2 separate regions of the Rattus norvegicus genome follow, and region 1 is linked to region 2. A link is a contact called in public Hi-C data. All regions are on one chromosome and are shown on one strand. Each heading gives the region's core, a stretch centred on a gene start, on an enhancer-like site or on the middle of the called end of the contact. The rest is flanking DNA. Distances are from core to core; before and after follow the strand shown.

The links. Hi-C and Micro-C count contacts between places; a contact is called where the count stands out from the background.
Region 1: a Hi-C map of liver shows a contact between it and region 2, with 2.5 times the contacts expected there. The contact joins the promoter of Slc39a10 here to the enhancer-like site in region 2. A contact is called at or near these places in 4 of 12 Hi-C or Micro-C datasets (kidney, liver and mammary epithelial cells).

The regions. Positions count from the first base shown.
Region 1 is chr9:62,401,644-62,407,656 of GRCr8, forward strand. Slc39a10 (solute carrier family 39 member 10) reads left to right here and starts at 3,790. Exons shown (of 10, transcript NM_001108796.2): 1 at 3,790-4,377.
Region 2 is chr9:62,358,302-62,364,592 of GRCr8, forward strand. All of the region lies in intron 2 of LOC120094685 (a long non-coding RNA gene), which reads right to left. It also overlaps a transcript of Slc39a10 not described here. Among named protein-coding and RNA genes, the nearest start is that of Slc39a10, 44 kb to the right of the region's middle. Within about 2 kb of position 4,465, at least 6 of the 93 cell types and tissues checked have an H3K27ac peak or open chromatin away from gene starts, as enhancers often do. A contact at or near this core is called in liver, where this site is marked.

The DNA of each region.
Region 1 (6,013 bases), core at 2,540-5,039, 43 kb after region 2:
ACCTCAAACTTCTCCCAACCTGTGTGAGGAAAAGAATTGCTGATTCTTTTTTTGCTATAAAGAAAAGCAGCTTTAAATAAAGCATGCTACTTCACTTAGAAGTAAAACTAATGTAAAAGGAATTCAGAAATTCCTATGACACTTTGTAAAAATAGCTTTATTTTCTTCCTGGGTATGAATGTTTTGCCTGAATGCATGTCTGTGCCCTATGTATGTGTTTGGTTCCTGTGGAGGTCAGAAAAGGGCACTGGACCCCCTGGAACAAGAGCTATAGATGTTTACGACTCACTGCATGGGTGCCGAGAACTGAACCAGGTCTTCTATAAGATCCACAAATGAACTTGAACTGCCGAGCCATCTATCTCTCCTGCCCAAAAATTGCTACTCATTTCAACACTTCATTTATTGCTTTCCCTAAAATGTACAATGTTGTTGCATATTTTGCTGTCAAAGTTTTAACAAATAAAAGTAGGCAATGTTTGCTAAGTGTTTCTTGGTTCAAGCGACAGATTTGCTCATTTTTGTAGATGTTAGTTGTAAAATGGTTCTCATTATCAGAAAGCTTTGTGCAAGATCGGAAACTTGTTTTCCAGTGATGACATTTTAAAAATGAATCTTTAATACATGTTTATTTGTTTCAACTAGTTTAATAAACTTTTAAGATATTTAATGGTAACTCATGGTTAATTGTTCTCATGTTGGTAATTTCCCTTAAACTGAAGTGTAATCATTGTAAATCCACTTAAGGTTTGCAATATTAATATGATCATTTTTGCGGCTTTTGTTTCTGACTCCTTTGCACTAGGAGCTGAGTTTTTGAAGGCCAAGTCAGCCTGTGCAGCTGGGATTTTAAAGGATCTAAACTGGCCACCCGGTGGCAGCTGGCTCCTGTGTTTTCTGAAGGGGCCACCAAGCCTGTTTTTCTTCATTTTAATACTCTTGAGTGGGAACTGTTGGCTGAGAGCAAGAGTGAGAAGCGGGCTATTTGTTTATCTTCGTTCTGCAGCCTTCCACTCTTCCACCCTTAGAATCTAGGCACACTTGCTGCTTTCTTGGAAGTTTTTTCCCAAAACACCTGAAAAAAATATACTCCATGAGCAGCGTAAATAAATAGAATAATGCCTGGACTTCTCTCAAGATCAAAGTCATTGGGTCTCAAGGTCCAGCCCTCAAGGGCTAAATACGGGATTCCAGGGGCGTGTAGGCATGCATAATAAATAGGTTTGGTACGGGAAACCCTCTGGATGTTACATGGGTCTTTGCTTTCACTCGTTCTTCTGAGCGAATGCTCCTCTTTCTCATGAGTCGGGTCATTTTACTCTGAAGGCATGCTGGAGTGAATCTGAGGCAGCTCTACAGCTTCTCTGCTATGGCTCCTGCCTCAGCAACAGAGGAAAGCCCTTCTCCTAGTAGCACTGTGACCAGAGACAGGGTGCAGCTATTTTAATGGAATAGTCAACTTCGCACATCATGCTGAAGCCAGTTTTCTGTTTCTGGGTGGGGAGTGCTTAAATGTGTGCTTTTTCATAGCTTCAGTCTGCCTCTGCAGATCTCTGACATTATTACCTAATGTCCCAGGCCCAGCAATCAGTCAAAATTGTCCCTTACTGAGGCTATGTTGGCCTATCTTCCTGTGCTATGTCAAAGAGTTGGCTTTTCAGACACTAAGTCTTGCTCTTGAGAAACAGGAAGATCTGCAGAGCTGGGATTTCACCCTCAAGTATGAATACAGAGCCTCTAGAAATGATGGGTAACTGTTAGTTTGAAGCCTACATTCAGATCTGTGCTTATAGGTCCCTGACACCTTCCCTTCCCAGGTCTTAAATATCTATTCCTGTGCTCGGTGCCTTGGTTTGCACTCCGTTTACTCTTCTTCTCTTAATGATTTCTCTAGGCTGATCCAAACCTATTCGGAAAATCAGTGTTTAGATTCAACCGAATTCAAGTAGTTTTGTTTTTTTAAATCATTCGTTATTAGTAATCTTGATTCATGAAGAGAACAGCTGAGTTGGAAAGGTCTGATTCCGTGGACTCTGTCCTGCCCTTTGTAGATTTCATTACCACCGTAACTGTGCTGTGGATGGGAAGCACTTTCTCCAAAATTAGAAGGAAAGCTGGGCCTCCGCCGTGGGCTTCCCTTAGTGACAGTTAAAGTCCAAGGTGGGCTGTGATTCATATTTCCATTGTTATAGTTGGCTCTTTTCTAATCCTTGGAAGAACTAAAGGGTTCGTTGGGTTCCTTATACTGCCTCATAGAGGTAAAACGGGTACCTTTAAATTTCAGATACATATACATGAAATAATGCTGTGACTGAAGCTTTAGCCCTCTAGTTGCCACAATGTGGAATTCTGGAAAATTTTGAAAGGACCGTGAGAGATTGGGGAGTATGGAAGAATCCCACTAACGGCTGTGGCTGTTGATTGCTTTTCATGGCCACACTTCAGTGTTTAACCGAGTATTTAGATAAACCTGTGCAAACCAGGTGAACACTTGGTTTGTAAGCAAATATCCCCAAAACACTGGTGGTGCTGGGAACACTGGCTCAAGAGCTCTAGCTTGTTTGGAAGGTGTTATATATTTTAAAGAAGTTGACAATGTGTTTTATCAGATAATTACAAGCCTTAAAATATCACGGCAATTTGGATATTTTTATGCTTTGCACCAAAAGGATCTACTGATAAATCCTGTATAACTGAAGTCATTACTGTTTGTGTAATCCCCAGATTAACTCCTGGGTTTGAGGACTGTGGTCACTCCACCATCTTCTTCCACTAAGGGCAAGGCCTCATGACTTCTCAGAATGTCTTCCTTTGGCAGCCGGAGTTAGGTCATGGATTGGTTGGCTTCTCCATGTGAGAGAAAGAGGGATATGAGAAGCTCAATGTGCTTTCAGTCAGATATTTATTGAGCACCTGGAAGCTGTTTCATACACAGGTAAAAACAAAAGGCAAACAGCTTCTTTCAAGGAGTTCGAGGCTGCCAGACAGGCCGCGGTAGCCATGCTGAATAGGTTTGGCTCTCTATGCCTCTCTATGCCTCTCCTCAGTTCTCTCAGGCAAGTTCCTTATTCCCTAGGACTTTACTTCCTGGGTAATCATTCTTCAGTCTGTTAGGAGTATTAAATTAATATACATGGAAAGCATGTTGAAGGTACCTGACACATAAAGCTGGCAATTACTATTGCTCAGAGTTATATGCACCCTGTTGGTCCATAAAGCACCCACCCCCAGAATTCACTTTCACTAGTAAGTGCGCTCAGCTTGAATACAGAAACACAGGCTTCTGGGCAGAATACAAATAAGCCTAGACATGAATTAAAAGCCAGGAAGCAGAGCAATGAATAATGAAGCAAAAGGTTTGCCCAGCCTCCTTTTAAGAAAATTGTGGGTTGTTAGTTGCTTAAGAGGGGAGGAGGCCATTGAGAATGGCGGTGTGAGCAAAGGGATGCAAGAACCGGCAGGATGTAGGCATGAGTCCACCGGTGTTGCTGGGTGGATCGGGGTCTTGCCTTTGGGTGTAAAACTGTTCCAGTAGTTAAGGTTGGGGAAAGTCCTTGGATGGGTACCCAAAGCTATCATAATTACGTGACACTTTTAAAGTCAACACCTTTCTGTTCAGGAAAACCCATTGTAAGTGCTCTTTAAATGGGGGTGCGGTGGGGGGAGTTATGCAAAACACTTTGCACAAAGCACCAAAGTTTAGTTTTGCCCAGACTGGCACGGTTGCTGGGGCAGAGGGGGCGGAGTTAATTTAATATAGTTGTTTAACCCGCGTACAGATCAGTAAACCTAATTGATCTCTCCGAAACTCTGGCCTAGGACGCTCGCTTTCCGGGCTTCTATGTCTCATCCGCTAGCCCAAGGCCTCAGCAACCTACGTGCGAGGCCAGGAGAGGCGACCAAGGCCGCTCCACGCATGCGTTAGAAGCCGCCCCAACTGCCCCCAAGGAGTCCTTTCTCCGAACAAAACTAGCGCGGAGCTACAGGGCTCCGCAACTTGCGTAGATATAATTTCTTCCAGTTCCGCCTGCCGGTGTAGCTCCCCCGGTGCCGCGGCTCTCCTACGCCAGGCGCGTCCGCGAAGTGGATGGCTGGACGCTGCGAGTGCGCCGCCGGCGTAGCGCTGATCAGGCCGAGGTGCGACTGCGCAGGGCACCCGAGAGGGCTGGGTGCGCCGCTGGCGTAGAGCTGAGGCAGCCAGGGTGCGGCTGCGCAGGGCGCCAGAACAGACTGAGTGCGCCGCCGGCGTAGAGCGCCGGCTCGCGCACTAGGCTCCGCGACGCAGATAGCGCAGGCGGCTTTGGAGAATACACGACTGGGTGCAGCCGGGGTTTGGTACCGAGCGGAGAGGAGATGCACACGGCACTCGAGTGTGAGGTAACTATAAAACCCCGATTTGTTTACATTCCCTCCCCCAGAACCGGCCCCGTGCGCGGCGGAGCCTGGGAGTCCCGGGACGGCAGGGGAGGCCGGGCTGGGGCTGGCACCGGGGCCTCCGGGCTGGGGCTCGTGTGTTCGCAGCTGCTGCAGGCGGTGGCGGCGAGCAGGAGAGCAGCGCGTGGGGCTGGGACCAGCCGAGTGCGCCGCGGGCGGCGGTGGGGACCCGTGTCCCTCGGCCTGCTGCGGGGACGCGGGGCGGGTGGCGCCTGTTGAGGGCTGCGCGGGCTTCCCGCGGCCGCCGTACGGGGACCCGGGACCCGAGGCAGGTCCCAGGGGCTCGTCTGCGGGGGGTAACGGACGGCGGCCGCTCAGCTCCGGGCCAACCGAAAAGGCTCGATGGAGCGCGCGGGAGCTGTGGCGCAGTCCACCGGTCCCCGAGCCCTGGTCGTGAGACGACCGTGGCCCGGCCGCGGGCTTTGTTCCCGGGCACCAGGGTGTAGGGCGGCGTGGGCGCGGTTGGGAGCGGAGGGAAGTGGCCGGCCCGCCGCGGGGTCCGCATCCGCTCCACGCCTCGCTCCTCCCTTGGGGGGTCTTCGGAACTCCCCAGCCTGGCGAGGCGTCGGGTGGCGTGACGTGGAAGGGCTTCCTGCGGCTTCTGAGAAGACGCGTTCACGTGGGAGCCTGTCCACATGGGCCGAGTTTAAGGAGCTGGGCACGTGGAAGAAATCTCACCGCAGGACGCCCCACCACCGATTTGGAAGGGTCCTTCACCAAAGTGTCTGCTCCAAGTGACACAAAGCATGAGTTAACAGACAGTACAACCTACCGTCTTCTAGAAACTTACATTTATGTCTCCATTGTTAAGTGCGGTAACTAGCGGGTGACAGGTTTCTTGTATGTTTTCTTTTTGGATGTGTATCTAACGATAATTAAGAAAAAAGTAATACAAGAGCTGGAGGCTTAGAATTGTAACAGTGCCGTTGGGAAGCCTAAACAAAGCAAAACTGCGGTGTACAGAGTAATGTCAGGATTCCCCTATTCTACACTTACCTTGTGAGTCATTTCTCCTGGACCTTGGGAATCCACCCCCCACACCCCCACTTCCGGTGTGCTTTGGACGTTACACCAGGGCGAAAGACATCAGTGAAATGCTGTGAAGGAAATAAAATGTGCTGGTGGGCATTTTTTAACATTTTATGTCTTCTAGACTGAAGGGTTTTTCATCGTGACTTTAGATAGGTAAGGATACATCTCTATAGTTGTTGATTTACCTTGAAACAGTTATGGGGAAACTACATGGTTTGATGGAGTAAACCATGCTTTAATAAAACATTAAATATCAACTGTACTGGCCTGCCTAATAATGACTAACTTTAAACTAGCAAGAATTAAAAACTATACTTGAAGGATTTAAGTGTTTTTGTATCACTGATTTTGGCCTAGAAACAGGAAGTTACTTCCTCACTAGAAAGTAACTGAATTTCAGTGGTTTTAATCTCTCCCCAAATTGACAAAACTGAATTCTTTCAACTAATCATGGTTAGGAACCCATGTTCAAGAATAAATGGTTTTGGCGCTACTTTGAAAGAGAATTTCTCGGGTGGTACATAAGGCACAGACATAAACCCAGCTA
Region 2 (6,291 bases), core at 3,215-5,714:
CAGCAGCCACGGCTCTAGGGTTCCTCTAGAGGAGAACGTGGTCTGTCTTAGGTGTGTTCCAATACCTGTAACGTCTGGGGAGTAACAGCCACTGATAGGGATTACAGGTGAAGGCCAATTATCACAAGTTCAGAAGAGAGAGGGTTTAAAACTGCCCTGTAGTGTCTTGGCTTAAATTTCCCTTTTCAAGCAGGTCTTTTCTTCACAGGTCACCTCATCTGAATACTGGGGCCTTTCTTGTACTTCATATAAGAGACATATTATCACATATAACAAATTTGTTTCTTTTGTGTGAGGTAGACCAGGCTGACCCTGAATTTGCCACAATCCCTTTTCCTGTGCCTCCCTTCTAAAAGCTGGGCTTATAGGAGTGTATCCACTGGGCCTGGCCTTATATTTTGTTTCTAAGATAAAGTTTCATGCTATAGCCCAGGCTAGTCTGGGATTCATATGTAACTTGATGAGTTAATTTCCAGACTTAATTTCTATCAAGGTTTTCTCAGAAGGAATTAACAAAATAAAAAAGAGCCAAGCTGAACCTCAACTATGCACAACCTTGATGGGCTTTAGTTTGGCTGTAGTGACTAAGAGTAGACTACGCCCCTACCCACAGGCTAGCCTGGAACATGTAACTTGATGAACATCAGAATCACCCGTAATGCCAGAATTACAGTGACTATGCCTGGCTCTGGATCTTGCTGTCTGTTCAGCTATCTCTGAATGTTTTCACGGTGTACTCTCAACACACAGCCAGTCCACTTTTGAGGACACAGAAGCCACATTTGTTGAACTTTTGTTGAATGAAGCAGCCTCTGACAATGAGGAAACAGAATAAGCACAAAACAAGACAGAGGATGAACACCAGATGTCCTTGCTCCAGAGACACGGCCATCCAGCTTCCTAGGCTACATGGCCTTTCCTCGTGCTTTCTCCTTCCGGATGAGGCTGAGCAGATGAAGTGTCATTGTGACCGGCTGATATTCCTCAGAGAACGCTGCCCATTGTGCTGCCTAACCTGCACAAGTACCCAGGAAACAGGCAAACATTCTCCTATTTTATGTCGAAAGAAACAGCATATGGATGTATATGAGCTACGTTATCAACAATGTGGCAGTATCAAGGCTTACCTCATGGCCCTTACGTCCCCCAAAGTGCACTATAAAACAAATTTATTTACTCTGAGCACAGTAGAGTGGGCAAGAGAGTGGCATGCAAATGGGCCTTAAGGTTTAGCCTCTTGACCCAGCCTACTTCTGAACCTTACAGTCAGTAGTGGAGTCCATTTCTTCCCGGGCCCTAATCTAGTAAATTCCCCTCTCATTACTTCCACTCCTTCACTGCCATACTCTAGAGTCTAACATAGACAGGAAACTACCTGTCCATATTGAATTTGGTCCTGAGCCAGAGGTAGGCTGTGCCTTACCCTCAACCACACCAGGATCTAGTCATAGAGTTCACTACTGTCTTCCAGGCTAGGGAATTTTTTATTTGTACTTAGAATTTAACTGGAGAAGAAAATGATTGAAGTGAAATTATTTTCACTCCTCAATTTTAGCAGCTTCTAATAATTCAATCTCTTTTGCTTTCTTGCTTTGAAAGCGCTGGATACAGAGCTGAGCAGGCAGTTTGAGAATGTTAGCGAACCCCAGGAAGAAACACAGGCAACTCCTCTTCAAACCAAAATACTGTTCATGCTTACTATTCAATTATATTCTACTACACACACTCTCACTAAGTGGACCTTTATGGGAGTTGCAGAAGATATATCATTTTAACATATGCAAATTGCTTTGGAAGTTAAAAGCGTGCATTTTATTGTTTGTTTGCTCACTTGGGGTACTTCGTTTTGCTTTGTTTGGTGCTAAAAATAGAACTCAGGCCTCAAGCCCAAGGTTTTGAGAATGCTAGGCAACTCTTTACTATCAAGCTGTACCCTCAGCTCCTAATTTAGTCATTCTTTTAAACACGAATGTTGAAGGCTCTGATGATATAGAACAAGTCAGGCAGGATCAGAATCTAGCTGCAATTGTTCCTAACAAGATCATGATATAATAAGGTCATTTGAACTTTAGTATAAGACAAATACCAATATATTGCCTCTTTCTTAACCAAACTTGTACACCAACCTCCCAACTGCCCGGTAATGTTTGATAGCTCACCTGGCAGTGAGGAGAACAGAGAATGAGATACAGAGAACATGGTAGAATTTCATCCTCATGTATTCCATTTCTCCCTTCCTTGTCCCACCCCAACTGTACAGGTAAAAATATGGAGGCAGTCTAGTCCAACTCTACAGCTGACTGTGAGGTAGCAAGGAAGATATGCAGCCCAGGGATTCACTGGTCTTCTGCACTGACGCATCAACATAGACAAAACTGAAAACAAACTTAGGTGGAAACTATGTTGAACGTCATGCATTTTACTTGTTCTCTGTAATTACCTATACTCCCCAGAGTATAGGGATTTAAAGAAATTTAAATGTAAAGAATTTAAAAGTCACACAAATACGTCCTCCCCTTGTGTGAGTTCTTTCCCATTCAGTTCTAAGCTCTGCTCATATTGAGTGTTACTTTCCTTTTTTTTTTTTTTTTTGGTTTTGTTTTTGAGGTGTGTATGTGTGTGTGTGTGTGTGTGTGTGTGTGTGTGTGTGTGTGTGTGTGTGTGTGTGTGTGTTTCTCGTAGCTCAAGTTAGCCTCTTATATATCAAAGGTTGGCCTTGAATTCGTGATATTCCTGCCTCCACCTCCCAAGTGCTGGGAGTACAGAAATGCACTACCACACTGAGCTTCATCTTGAGGTCTTCAGTTGAAAAAAATAGTCCTGCACTTGGCCGGGGCCATCTGCTCTAACAGTGTGCTGTGAAGTTGAAGCGCAGAGATAGGGATTTTCTTTTTCTGTGTACTAGACAAAGGGATCCTGAGCAAGGTCAAGCCATTTATTTTAATTTAGGAAACATTTATTCCACATCCTTAAAAGGACTGGGCTAGGTTCTTTCAGCAGAAGAAAATGAAGCAGAATCCTAATGAGGAAATAAGACAAAGGAAAAAAAACCCCACAAAGGAAGTGTTTAATGATTATTTAAATGAGGGAGGACTTTATAGCTGGCAGAGCAGATAATATTTAAAATTCACAAATAGTAAATATATGGAGTAATCATGTTTTGACATATGTGCATATTATGAAATAATTAAATGAAGCTAATTGGTTCATTGTTTCAATATTTGGATTTTGCACTGGAAATCTGTTTAACTATACCTGTGAGCAACTTTGAAGTATGCGACAGATTATTATTTATTATAGTTACTATTCATTCCAGGAGATCAGCAAAGTGTATTGGAGACAGTCTTTCTAAGTTGCCCTGGCAATTCTGGAACTTTCTCTGCAGACCAGGCCAGCCTTGATCTCATAGAGATCCATCTTTGTCTACCTCCTTGAGCTGTGATTGAAGTCATGCACCACCATGCCTGGTTACAAATGTATGATTTGATGTCAGCTTTACATTTCCCAGTAACCCCATCCTCAACTTCTGGACACAGTCATTCTACTGTTGATGATGAGTCTCTTAGGCTCCATGTGGAAGTAGAATTCATAGCATTTGCTGTTCTATACTTGGCGAATTCTTAGCAGAGTGTTCTCTGGGTTCATGCATGTTGTCGTAGAAGATAAGATTCCCATTTTTAAGCTGGATAGTTTTCAAATGTAAATACTATTATGATATTGAGACACTTTCTTCAACTCAGGTGAATACTTAGTTTGACTCCACCCATGTTTTGGCTTTTGCAAATCTATCACTTTTCCATGACTGTGTTGAAATACTATTGTAGGTGTTATTTGGGGGGAAGGGAGAGTCTACTTTATTGGGTTCTTATATCTACTCCCCTTTCAACACTTACTCTACCCTAATCCCTTCCAACCCCCAACACTAGGAAAGAGAGAAAGAAGGCTAGAGGGACAAGGGGGACATATACCTCTTTAGAATACTTCCTGTTGACTAGTGGTGGCCAGTCTTTGTTGTCAGAATTTCTCCAACCTGCAAATCAGCAATAGCAAACTCTGCATCAGAATGAGTAGCAGCAGGGACCAGCCGCAGTAGGGAGAGCAGCAGCCATCACAGGCGCTCTAGGGGTCTTCAATTTATACTCTCTCCGGGGTCCCCAGAGTTCCAAACATAAACTATCTGCAGCTGACAAAAGTCATGCCCCTCCTAGAGCATGAGATAACCATAATGGCAGAGGATAACCTAAAGCAGTCCCATATCCCACACCTGGGATTAAAATAAAAACATATTCACATAACATAACTGGGCTTTTAAGGAAACCAAAATTCTCACTACATACCACAATCAGAAGCCACTTACAGAAGAGGTTGTTTTTGGCTGACAATGATTGTAGGGGAGGCATAGTAGCATGCAGCTGAAGAGGAAGTTGAGAGATCACACTTCAGTGTCAAACACAAGGAGAAAGAACCAACAGGAAGTAGAGTGAGGCTATAAACTCTCACAACCCATGAACAGAGAAGTGCTTCTTCCAGGAAGGCTCTGTCACTTCCCAAAAGAACCTGTGACAAAGGTGGCTATTAACATACCAGAAGTGCCCGCTTAGCCTCAGGGTTCACTCAGTATCTGTGTCTCCTCTCAGCACTTCTCACCCTCCCCCACCTTCACCTGCTCCCTCACCTTCTCCTGCTCCCCCCACCCCCATCAAACTTCTCCAGCCCAAGGGACTTTGGCTCCCTTCCCCCAGCTTCTCATGCTTATATAAATCAGCTATTTTTGCCTCACTGAACTTCTCTCTCTCTCTCTCTCTCTCTCTCTCTCTCTCTCTCTCTCTCTCTCCACACACACACACACACACACACACACACACACACTTCCATACCCTCCCCTCCTCTCCCTCTCCCTCTCCTCTCCTCTTCCCTTCTCTTCTCTTCCTCTCTTGCTCTCTCCACCTCTCTCTCCTCTCATGGCCCAGTTAAGTCTGGACTCTTCTAGATGCCTTTGGCTGTTTTTTTTTCCTCTTCTCTCCTCTCCTCTCCTCCTCTCCTCTCCTCCTCCTTCTCCTCCTCCTCCTCTTTCTCCTCCTCTTCTTCCTCTCTCTCTCTCTCTCTGTTTTGTTTGAATTTCCACACTGTTCTCCGTCATGGTGGGGCTCTCCCACCATCTGTGCAGGAGAGTTTTCATTTCTTCATTTTGCCAGTGTTCCTTTCCTCTCATCTTTTAAATACTATTCATTCTAACTGGCTTGAGATTTTAGTCTATGGTCTCAATTAACAGTTTTCTGAAGACTAATTGCTAATCAAGACTTTTCACATACACCTGTTACTAGACGTAGATCTTATTTTGAGAAATGTCTGCTTAAGTCTTTTAACTTTGCATTGGGTTAGATCATTCTTCTGAGTTGTTGGAATTAGAAGGTGGAATCTATTATCATTTTGCTCAACATTCTCCAAGGACTATGGCCTTGAAAGAAGCATTTACAATTGAGTTCACTGGGGCCTGGGGATTAATTCTCTTCCATCTCTTTTATCATTCTCTCTTCTTAAAAAGAAAAAACTAATACATGGTCAAATCCTTTGTTTTTAAATGTAAACTGTATTTTTATTCAACTGTGCAAATCATACAAAATATTATATTCAAATTGAGTATATAATTCACTCTGTTGGAACTTATATAAAACTTGCAAGATTTTAAAAGCATAATTTTCATTTAAAGGTGGAATGCTGGAGAAGGGCCATGTGAAGAGGGAAAGTCAGAATGTAGGTGCTTCTAGTTACAACAATCAGGGCACTGTAAAAGGACGAGTCCAAAAGTCCTTGTTTTATTTACTTAACCACACTGTCTCCTGAAACTTTTGGATGCAAGTGCAGAAATAAAGGTATTTATGAAGTCAGACTTGTAATTGCCAGAAAGTAATAACAAATGCCAACTTGGTCCTTGCTACCTGTGTAAGTCCTAAGGGAAGGATGAGCTCATGGATGAATGTATATGGAGATCATTGCTAGGCTGAATTAAAGTACATTAAATATGGAAGTCGGAAATAAAGCTCTGAAAATTATCCAGCATAAAAAGAACAGTAAGAACAACTTGGAGGTTTAAAAAAGAAGAAACCCTAAGTTGCTTGCTGGCTGGGTAAGGTTACTAAGCATCATTCGAGAGATGCATCTTATGCAAAGCCGTGGCAACTGGCTGATCTAAATCAGTGTAAATTTAGGTGGAGGGATTTGCTTTAAACCTCTACTTGTGTCTGCCTAGTTCCCAGATCCAAGAGACTTCTGTAACTGACACCTGAGCTG